3 separate regions of the Mus musculus genome follow, and all the other regions are linked to region 3. Evidence: chromatin contacts called from public Hi-C and HiChIP or PLAC-seq data. All regions are on one chromosome and are shown on one strand. Each heading gives the region's core, a stretch centred on a gene start, on an enhancer-like site or on the middle of the called end of the contact. The rest is flanking DNA. Distances are from core to core; before and after follow the strand shown. Region 1 overlaps Cobll1 (Cobl-like 1). Region 2 has its middle 24 kb from the start of Cobll1. Region 3 holds the start of Grb14 (growth factor receptor bound protein 14).

What was found. Hi-C and Micro-C count contacts between places; a contact is called where the count stands out from the background. HiChIP or PLAC-seq counts read pairs in DNA pulled down with a chosen protein or histone mark.
Region 1: a contact with region 3 is called in an H3K27ac HiChIP or PLAC-seq map of trophoblast stem cells, with 3 times the contacts expected there. The contact joins the enhancer-like site here to the promoter of Grb14 in region 3. A contact is called at or near these places in 1 of 39 promoter capture datasets (the 3T3-L1 cell line), 1 of 15 datasets of contacts at CTCF or cohesin (the NIH/3T3 cell line), 3 of 484 Hi-C or Micro-C datasets (Sertoli cells, cortical neurons and liver) and 2 of 115 datasets of contacts at active chromatin or transcription factors (pancreatic cancer cells and trophoblast stem cells).
Region 2: a Hi-C map of liver shows a contact between it and region 3, with 5 times the contacts expected there. The contact joins the enhancer-like site here to the promoter of Grb14 in region 3. A contact is called at or near these places in 3 of 39 promoter capture datasets (hippocampal neurons and liver), 1 of 484 Hi-C or Micro-C datasets (liver) and 1 of 9 other capture datasets (adipose tissue).

Annotation. Positions count from the first base shown.
Region 1 is chr2:65,179,854-65,183,489 of GRCm38.p6, reverse strand. All of the region lies in intron 1 of Cobll1 (Cobl-like 1), which reads left to right. Among named protein-coding and RNA genes, the nearest start is that of Gm13594, 52 kb to the left of the region's middle. Within about 2 kb of position 2,314, at least 55 of the 459 cell types and tissues checked have an H3K27ac peak or open chromatin away from gene starts, as enhancers often do. A contact at or near this core is called in trophoblast stem cells, where this site is marked.
Region 2 is chr2:65,260,674-65,264,044 of GRCm38.p6, reverse strand. No RefSeq gene overlaps it. Among named protein-coding and RNA genes, the nearest start is that of Cobll1, 24 kb to the right of the region's middle. Within about 2 kb of position 1,619, at least 7 of the 459 cell types and tissues checked have an H3K27ac peak or open chromatin away from gene starts, as enhancers often do. A contact at or near this core is called in liver, where this site is marked.
Region 3 is chr2:65,021,037-65,024,517 of GRCm38.p6, reverse strand. Grb14 (growth factor receptor bound protein 14) reads left to right here and starts at 1,752. Exons shown (of 14, transcript NM_016719.1): 1 at 1,752-2,058; 2 at 3,299-3,431. The coding sequence starts at 1,874.

The sequences.
Region 1 (3,636 bases), core at 1,065-3,564, 160 kb before region 3:
TATACAAAATAAAGTCAGAAGGACACTATTATAAGATATGTCCTCTGGACTTTGAATCAGGTATAGAAAGCGTTCATCATTGACTTCTTTCTACCTTCTTGATTGATTTCTTTATGCAGTAGTGAGCTTGTGGAACAGAGTTCATGGGTAAGTCAGTCAGTTGGATTTAACACATTCTGTGTAACTAGTTTTAGATTTATTTTCTCTTACTGTGTTCCCACTTCACAGACATTTCCTCATCACCTCAGCTATAGGTTTTTTGCCGTCTGTATTAAAAGTCTCCTTTCTGGGAGAGGAGAGAGGATTTGCTCTTGCTGTTGACTTTGTATCAGAGAAGACATGAGACCTTGCTCCCAAATCAGCTTCCAATTCTCCTTCCTACAGGAGGCAGTCTCAGCTGTCCTTTGTTAATTGTCTCTCTCTTTTCTTTTTTTTTAACCATTCTTGGACTCAACCACCAGTGAAAACCCTCAGCAAACAGAATAGGTGATAACTAGATTATCATGCAGGGTTTCTTTGTTACCATGGCAACCCTTGAGGCGCTATTGTCTCTTATTTTTTTGATCTCTTAGTTCACATGAAAGTGTTTGTGCAGCTTCCTGCAGTAACACTGCTGAGAGTTACCACGACATCCTCTTGACTCATCATGAAGGGCTGTGACCATTGTTTTTCCTTAAGAAAAAAAAAAGAGGGGGAGGGCAGGGGACAAGGGGAACCCTTATTTAATAGTTGAGTATTTCATTCGCAGGGTTTTCCAAAAGCTTTATGGGACTGCCAGGAGTTGCCTGCCTGTTCCTGCTGCCTTAGCACAGTACCACAAACTGGGTGGCTTATAAAGAACAGAAGGTTATGTTCTGGAGGTTGGGCAGTCCAGGATCAAAAAGCACCATTTCGCAGTGAGGTGGTGTATCTTCATGTGGCAGAGCGCAGAGGGTAAGGAAAGGAATTGACCACCTTAAGCCTTTTGTAAGGACATTAATTCTAAATGCTGACCCTACAGAGGGGTGTGTTGTAAGAGTGGAAGCAAAAAATGAGTGTGTGTGTATCTTGTGAGGGAATGTCCCTTTCATAGCTGTTGGATATGGCCGCTGCTTGAGTAGAGTCTGGGGCTCTAGAGCATGAGCATGGAGAGGGAGACATGAGGGTCGTCCTCTCAGGAAATAACTTCAGAACCGGCTTTTCCAGAGAGAGAGGTACAGCGTGGTGGAATTCACAGGGTCAGCTCCACGCCATCATTCATGTGGGTGTGGTATTTCCATATACCAGCATTACTAATGAGTAAGAAACACGGACTGAAGAAATATATATGTGTGTTATACCCCAGAGGTTTTAAAATGTAGTTAGAAGTTCAGAATGCAAACACAAAGTCCACAACGAGGATGAGTAAGGGACTCATGTGTACATGAGCTGCGATGATAGGACTCAGTTTAAAGATCTCAGAGTCCTCTCGAGAGTATAAAATACACAAAACTAAGCAGCTTTGTTTTGTTTGTTACATTCACATGAATGCACGTAAGATCTCAGTGCTGTGAGGCTCGTGGGATGAGAGAAATTATTGTGACGTGAGGAGAGAAACTCGTTACTAGTAAACTGGTGGAATCCTTTTGCCCCACCCAGCTAGGAATTATGGGTAGATGAGGAGAAACTTTTTCTGATACTGAGAAAGTGCCCAAGGCTTAGGGGCCTGGCCTGGAAAAGACCCAGAGGCATCTAGCCCAGAGCCCTTTAGAAACCAGAGGCTCCAGGCTCTCGAGTCAGAGGCTTACTGCAATGGGATTCAATAACCAGTGCCCCCTTTCTCCACGCAGACTGGGCAACTTATGTCACTCTTGACTTGGAGACAGCAGCAAGGAGCAGCAGGTGCCACCTGCTTGTATTAAGAGTGTTCAGACAGACCTTGGGTTCGGGAGAGCAGGCTCTATGTTGTTGGAACATCAGAGCCTAGGGTATTTGTGGCCCTTGGGTGTGACATCTCTGGAACTCTCTCAGTGACCCAGTCCACAGTGTCTCTTTCTCTAGCTCTTTGCAGCCTTCTTTCTCCAGCTTCAATTTCCTGTCTTCTTTTGACTTCCTTTCTACTCCCAGTCTCCCTTTGTCCCTATTGCCTCTGTTCTTTGTTAGCGCCCCTCCCCCATCACGCTTTTCCACTCTTCAGCCCCTCCTCCCCACTAACCTTGTGTTCACTGCAGCCTCTTCCGTCACAGTGCTGTTAACATTTCCCCCGTTTTTCTGTGTCAGCCAGCTCTGCTAATGATAATCGTGATGAGCAGAGTTGTTAAGGAACCGATCATTGGGCCTCATGCCGCAACACTAGAGAGCAGCACAGGATGTCTTTCAGCTGACACACAAAGTGAAACAGTGTTCTTGGGTGTTTCTATCACAGTGATACAATGCTCTTACCAAAAGCAGCTTGGGGAGAAAAGGGGTTACTTTAATTTACAGCTTATAAATCCATCCTTGGGGGAAGCCAGGACAGGAAACTGAGGTAGGAACTGGTAGGTTTCAAACCCAGGGCAAATGACTGAGGTGCCTATTTAACACATTACTACGGCAAACCTGGATGCCAGGTTCTCCCAGCATCCCTTAGTCCCAGCATCCCTCAGGGTATGGCTGACATACCGTGCCTGCTACCCTAAACTTTTCCAGCCCAGGAGCTGTGCTGCCCTTCCCTATATAACTGCGCTATTTTGGCTATGCCAGTTTCTTGGCCAGTCTTTTGGCCCAAGCCACCCTTCCTGGTCAGAGGTGTCTCTCTCTTGCTCTCTCTCCCTATCTCTCCTCACATTGCCCAGGTCAGAACCATGTTCCCTGTGGACTCTTCTAGATGCCCCTGGCTATGCTTTCCCTTTTATCTATAATGAACTTTATGTTCCATCATACCTAGGATCAGTCATGTCCTTCCTTATTTATTTTTATTTATTTATTTATTTATTTATTTATTTTCATTCAGGAACTGAAACAGAGGCCATGAGGATCACTGTTTAATAATGACTTGTTCCTCATAGCTTGCTCAGCCTTCCTTCCTAAAGCACTCAGGACCAGACCAGGGTTGACACTTCTCGAAGTGAGCTGGGCCCTCTCCTCATTAATTATAAATCAAGAAAATCTCCTACAGAATTGCTTTCAGGCTAATTCTATAGAGGCATTTTTTTTCACTATCTGATTCCTTCTTCCCAAATAAAGAAGCTAGCTTATGTCAAGTTGACACAAAACTAGCCATCACAAACAGCCTGATGATAACATCTAGAAAAAGGGTTAGGAAAGAAAGGGTGTTTAAAAAGCAGTCATGGCACAGTCTATCATGAAAACCATGTTCAGCCAATCACAGCAGTAGTTTATGCAGGTGAAGGACAGCATGTGTACCAGTCGCAAGACTTCTGTCAGGGTCAGTAGGGAAAACAGTTCTTCTCCGCCCTGGGTGGGAAAGGCTACACAATCACCCAGAGTTCACTGAGGCTCAGAAGAGCCAAGTCTAGAGTAGGTTATCTGAATCAGCCCTGGCTGGGACGTACCTTTAGGAGGTGAACTGCTTTGGTCATAAGCAGCCGTAGCTGCAATGTGACTTACCCAGGCCATCACTGGGGTGTTGAGAGTGACTGCTGCAGGCATGGAGGTAGTCCATCTGGCTGCTCCTTA
Region 2 (3,371 bases), core at 370-2,869, 240 kb before region 3:
GTGTGCCTATGTGTGTGAGTGTGTGTGAAGGCACAGTTCTTTCTTGTTCTCTAAACTCCTAAGGGAGGATAGTTGTGTAATGGAGAACTGCCTGGGTGAAGATACAGCAATGCCTCAAATAGTTCCACTGTGGGTATCCAAAAAATCACACCCAGGAGTTCAAGAAACAGACCCAAAATGCCAGAGACAGGAAAGTATAAAGGGGGCTTCTTCCTGCTTCCCTTTGACCTATAGAGCACACAGCACACAGGTATAGATATATGACAGCTGGAACTTTAATAGACTACCCCAGGAACCAGGGAGGACTGACTTCCAGTAACAGAATCCCATGTGACTCAAGATACAGTGACTCAGTAAAGTTGCTATCAAAGTGGATTTTTCTATTTTTTCTTTTTTCTCTCTTCTTTTCTTTCATTCTTCCTTCCTTCCTTTCTTTTTCTTTTTTCTTTTCCTTTCTTTTTCATTTCTTTTTTTTTCTTTTTTTTTTTTTGTGGGGCGTGAGAGGTAGCTTGGTTAATGCCTTTCTGGGGACCTGGATGGATCAATCATTTCACTCCCAGTGTGGATGGACACTTTCATGATGTGTTTTGCAAAAATGATTTAGTATAAATTTCTATATGGTATGCCCTACCACGGCAATAACAAATACATGTTAAATACTGGCTTTAGTTATTTTTTGAATGCAAAAATTAATAGTTTAGGGTTTGATTTGGGGTATATTTTGTTGTTGTTATTATTGTTGTTGCTGCTGCTGCTGTTTGATAAGACAGGTGTACTCTGTAGCCCAGGCTGTCCTTGAAGTCCTTACATAGTACAGGCTAACCATAAACTTATGAGTCTTTTGACATAAACTCTGAATGCAGGGATTGTGAGCATGTGCCACCACACCTGATCCCAATAATAAATAAGGTTTACGATTCAAGAGAATTAGTAAGAATAAGAAAAGAATCAGCAAAAATGTATACATAACAAGAAAGAGAAATGAAGGCATTATAGTTAAGCTTGTGGTGAGATGGGCATGTGGAGCATGCATTAGATTCTTGCACTCAGGGGGCAGAGGCAGCTGGAGCTTTGTGAGTTCAAGGTCAGCCAGGTCTACACAGTGAGTTCTAGGACAGTGAAGGCAAAGTAGAGAGACCTTTTCTTAAAACAAACAAAACAAAACAAAACAAAACAAAACAGAACAACCAAACCAAACCAAACCAAAAAAAAAAAACCCCAAAAAACAAACAAACAAACAAACAAACAAAAAAAAAACAGAGAAGAACAAAACCCAAAACAAACAATGGCTTGAAAGAGCACCAGCTCAGGACAGAGAGATACACGCCGATCTAGGACAAACAGTGAGATCCTCTCTCAACTTCTTTTTCTTCTTCTTTTTGGCACTGGGAGAAGGAAGAAAATACTAATGAACACAGATTTCAATGTGAACTTTCAATTACTTAAACATTCAAGAGACATCTTACCATAGAAGAAAAAACAAAGTCAGAATAAAACTAGTGTAGGTTCAATAGTTATTAGAAACAAATGCCAAACCAGCCAGACGGTGGCGAATGCTTCTCATTCTAGCACTTGAGGGGTGGAGGCAGGAGGATTGTGAAACTGAGGTCAGCCTGGGCCACTTCGGAAGACCTTGTATTTACTTGTTTATTTTTAAAGTAAAACCAAACAGATACTAGGTGAAGCCATGAAAGTGAATGAGCTTCCTCAAATACCAAAATATCCAGGTTAATCCCATGCTGGGGAAAAAAATATTAACTCAGCAAATACAGTTCGTTCACTTAGAAGTAATTCTCTAACAACTGCCTATCAAACGCACCATGGAAGCACTATAAATAAAACCTGGCTGGATAAAGAGTATAACAAATAATAATTATTATCATCACTATTTACAGTGCTGAGGGCGGAGCCAGGACTCTCTAGCACACCAGCCAAGTCCCGTGCCAGAGAGATTTAGGCTTTTCCTTATTAGTAACGAAACATGTCATTATCTGCCAAAGGCTCATCAGCACCAGGAACATAGGTTTGTTTTCACCGTCGTGGTCACAGGAGGATTTGTTGGGTGTTTGGTTCTCAGCTCTGGTATTCCTAAGGTCCTATACTCTGCTCTGGAAGGTCATGCCCCTGAGAGAATTAACTGGACATATATAAGAAAATGGAAGGTGTAGATATCGGTACATTGAGTTGAAATGACCCAGGTCCTTTGATTGGTCCCAAAACTGAGACAAAGGCTCAAATTGTGAAATGCATTCGAGTGGCAGAAGCCTGGGTATGGGCAAGAATGATTAGAACAGCAGGCTCGCTTACAATGATGGAGGGAGGACCTGAGAATCCTTCCTGGCTTCATACAGAGAAACACCGAGGACTATAGCAGAATGAGCCTGCGCAGAAACACTGACAACTACAGCACAACGAGCCTGCGCAGAAGGTGCCACTCACCCTAGCAAGCCAAGGGCCAGTTCCCATCTAATTTCCTTACAAAACACATGTGTTTTACTCTGGCTAGAGGAAGATGGTGTAGCCTATGATGTCTTTGTGACTGTACTCCGGCCTCGTGGCTCAGGGAAGCGGGGAGTACAGGTTCAGGTTGATTCATAAAAGTCAAAGAAGAAAAGGCAGATTTTTGCGGTGGTGGTGGGAGAGGACAATGCATACCAATTATATAACGTGGCTTAAGATGCAGTCCATTCTATGAAGCACAGTGTCTATATAAAAGTGTCTGTTTGGACAGGCTTGGCATGTTACACACCATGCACGGACTACTAAAGCAGAAGGATGCCATTGCCCAGGATTAGGATATCCAACAGCAGAAACATCTGTGCACTTGTAGATATATTTACGTTTCAGAGAGGCATCTGTTTTTACAGTGTGCTCGACTTCTGGCTCTCTTGACAACAGTGACGTTAAGAGACAACAGAGAATTGTTACTGTGAGTTGAAAAGGTTTGATTATGCTTAGGCCAAGGAGTGGCGTTGTTAGGAGGTGTGGCCTTGTTGAAGTGGGTGTGGCCTTGTTGGAGGAAGTGCACTGTCGGCCTGGGCTTTAAGACCCACATCCTAGCTGCCTTGGAAGCCAGTTTTCTACTAGCAGCCTACAGATGAAGATGTAGAACTCTCAGTTCCTCCTGCACCATGCCTGCCTGGATGCTGCCATGCTCCCGCCTTGATGATAATGAACTGAACCTCTGAACCTGTAAGCCAGCCCCAATTAAATGTTGTCCTTATAAGAATTGCCTTGGTCATGGTGTCTCTTCACAGCAGTAAAACCCTAAGACAGAAATGGTCATGTTCTTTGTCATTTTGAAACACGTGTTGACTAAAAGCATAAATAAAAAGGACATCACCTTCCTAAACTGTACCATGCTCTGTGAA
Region 3 (3,481 bases), core at 503-3,002:
CATTAGTATTAGCTTTATCCCCCAGGGAAGCCACTCTTTTGTTCTGGGTTGGCCACTGCCTTTTATAAGGACTCCTGGAAGCCACAGCTTCCACACAGTCATGGACATTCATGCTGTTTTAATTCTTAATTTAGACTTTAGGAAGATGAAGAAGTTGATTATTACCTATTTTGTGACTCAAGTGTTCTCAGTTCGTGGAGTGGTTATAACCAGGAAGCATGCCAATTTTAACCCCAGTTGTCATCAGAGTTTGGGGCTGACATTCTGATAGGGGATATACTCAAGCAGGACAACAAGGATGGCTCACTTTTTCAGGAGGGATGTTTATCTTGCCATGGACAGAAGAAGTGGAGGTTGACTTAGGGAAACAGGTGCCAGGACCAGATGATATCTAAGTTGGTCAGAGAACAAAGAGTGTGTAAACTCTCTGAAAGTCCTCCACGGTGCACAGGATGTAGGATACTTCATGAAAAGCAGGGACAGAAGTCCGGATTTCAGGGTATGGTTGCTGCATCCTGGAAGAACACAATGCCTCTACTGTTTCATTGCCTAGGTTGACATGGAAGCTTATGGGATGAATCCTGAGTGCATCTGTTAACTAAGAGCTAAGCAGGGCCTTGCCCTGGGTTGCTTGGGGACCCTAATATTCTTATGTATAAAATGAGGCAAGTAGTAGATTCATGGAATAGTTAGGAGAGCAAGGCAGAATGTGGAAAATATGAGAAAGATGCTCTCATTAAAAAAAGAAAAGAACTGGGCAGTGGTGGCACAGGCCTTTAATCCCAGCACTTGGGAGGCAGAGGCAGAGGCAGGCAGATTTCTGAGTTCGAGGCCATCCTGGTCTACAGGGTGAGTTCCAGGCCAGACAGGGCTACACAGAGAAACCCTGGTCTCCAAAAACCAAAAAAAAAAAAAAATTAATTAATAACTAAGTAAAAATATAAAAAATAAATAAAAAGAAAAGAAAAGAAAGAAAGAAGGAAAGAAGGAAAGAAGGAAAGAAGGAAAGAAGGAAAGAAGGAAAGAAGGAAAGAAGGAAAGAAAGAAAGAAAGAAAGAAAGAAAGAAAGAAAGAAAGAAAGAAAGAAAGAACGAACACAAGGAAAAAACTCTATTAATAATCCCAGGCACCTTGAGATTCATTCAGGTTTTACTGAGAATTCTCACCAGTTCAAAGGAGTTTTTCTAAGACAGCAACCCTGATTTTTCCTCACTTTACTCCATCTCTTGCCACGGAGGAAAAGGAAAGGGGTGGTGGGGGAGGGAGCGCGGGGTGGGGGGCGGGACTGGAGAATACATTGCCCTAAGATTTCCTCCTGGTTTGCCAGTACTGTGGGTCTGTCTTGATGATCAAGCCACAGCTTAGGTGATCTCCCGTGGCCCTACTGGCACGGAAGGGTCTAAGGACCAGTTCTGCCTGGACCCAGGCAGATTGGAGGTCGGTCCTCCTAGCCCAGAGTGGCACTCGGCCCGCGGGACTTTCAGCCTTGTGCTGGGTCACCCACTTGGGAAAGCGGCGGTGGGACTTAGGGAGCCTGAGGTCGAGGTCCCCACGCTTCAGGAGAGTGACACCAGCGCCCCCGAGTGCCCGGGCTACGCGCAGGGCCCGCCAGGCTGGCGCTCCATCCTCCCCGCCCCCCAGCACCGCTCTTCCCGGTCCCCACCCTCTACGTCCCCACCCTCCTCCTCCGCCCCCGCCCCTCCCCCGCTCCCCGCCCCACCGCGTCCCAGCCGCCCTGGCCGTGAGCGCAGGCGGCCCTGCCACCGCACCTGCAAGGCGCTCGCTGCCTGCAACCGCTCGGCTCTGCTCGCCCCCAGCCCTTCGTAGCTTTCGCCTCGCGGTCGATGACTCCCTAGACCCCTGGCCTACGACCATGACCACGTCCCTGCAAGACGGGCAGAGCGCCGCGGGCCGGGCAGGCGCCCAGGATTCGCCGCTGGCAGTGCAGGTGTGCCGCGTTGCCCAGGGCAAGGGAGACGCCCAGGACCCGGCGCAGGTCCCCGGACTGCACGCGCTGTCCCCCGCCTCCGATGCGACCCTCCGCGGTGCCATAGACAGGTAGGCAGCTTCGTGGTGGTGTCCGGGTCAGCAATCCGCTCTTGGGGTATGGAGGCGGCCCAGGGGTGAGTGTGTGCCCAGAGCCGGACCAAGTTTGGAAAGTGTCTGAAGACAATTCCCTTGGAGCCAGATCCCGCGGGGTCAGGAGGGCACCACGATCTCCAGGTGCCCTGTTATAAATAGCATCACGGGGTGGTGGAGAGCGGTCTGTCTCACCTTTGCCCTTTGGGGTGAACCAGAAGGCTTCACTCCAGACTGACCACATTCAGCTGCTGGGTGGCCCTTTTCCTATTACACTATAGGCTTCAAAAATCCAAGCTTGAATGTGTTCACCTCCCACGTAGATAGAGTCTTCCAAGGACCCGGGAGAGGCAGAGCAGGGGTTGACATTTGAGCCGTCTTTATGTTCCACAGGAAAGGGCAGCGGCTTTCCAAGGTTTCTCATCTCCACAGCAATGAGCATTAAGTGCCTTTGGAGTTGTCATACTTAGGAAAGAAAAAGGCGAGAAGAGCTTAAGAATCCGTGGCTTTTTGCAGTCGCACATCTAAATACCACTCCTGCTTCTTTGTCAGGATTTGCAAAGCGCTCTGACTTCAGTCAAGTTAAAATAACTCCCCAGTGGCCTAGCGTTACATTCCTGCTAACACATTCTATTGACTTACCTTCCCAGAAGGACTGCCTTGGTGTTCTGTATCTATAAGCACTTGAAAAATTAGCAGACTGTGTGTGGGCAACATTGTGAATGAAATTCGAAGTGAGATGAACCACATCTATATTTAATAAATCATAACTTCCAGCAGTGATGAGTAAAAAAAAAATCCTGGGGATGAGTTTACTGGATGTAACTTACAGATTTTGTCAATTTAATAGGAGCCAGGAAATGGCACACTCCCCTGGGTAATGTTTGCATAAATCATGATGTAGCCTGTGTTGGTGTTCAGGAAAGCCCTAAGTACAGGAAATGGAGTGTCAATGCCTCCCAAGGCTTTTCTTCTTCTTCTTTTCTTTTTCTGTGAGATGGGGTGGGGGAGGTGGTATAGAATTATTTGTGGTAATTGGCATATTTTATTTTTGACCCATGGGCACGACATCCTTGCTCTTTCCTGTACACCTACTTATAGAGTGTTAGCCTTGTCACCAAGCGGTACACGTTAGCCTGAGCAATGCTCTTTCCCCTGACAGCAATTACATTTCCTATTCTGTTTTATGTAAATGACGTCCTATGTTCTCTTGGTGTAGGAGAAAAATGAAAGATCTGGATGTTCTGGAAAAGCCACCCATTCCCAACCCCTTTCCTGAGCTCTGCTGCTCTCCGCTTACATCTGTGCTGTCAGCAGGCCTGTTTCCCAGGGCCAATTCAAGGAAGAAGCAGGTATGCACCTCCAAACCTGTGAAACCCTAAGGTCTTCCAAGGCTTGTGCC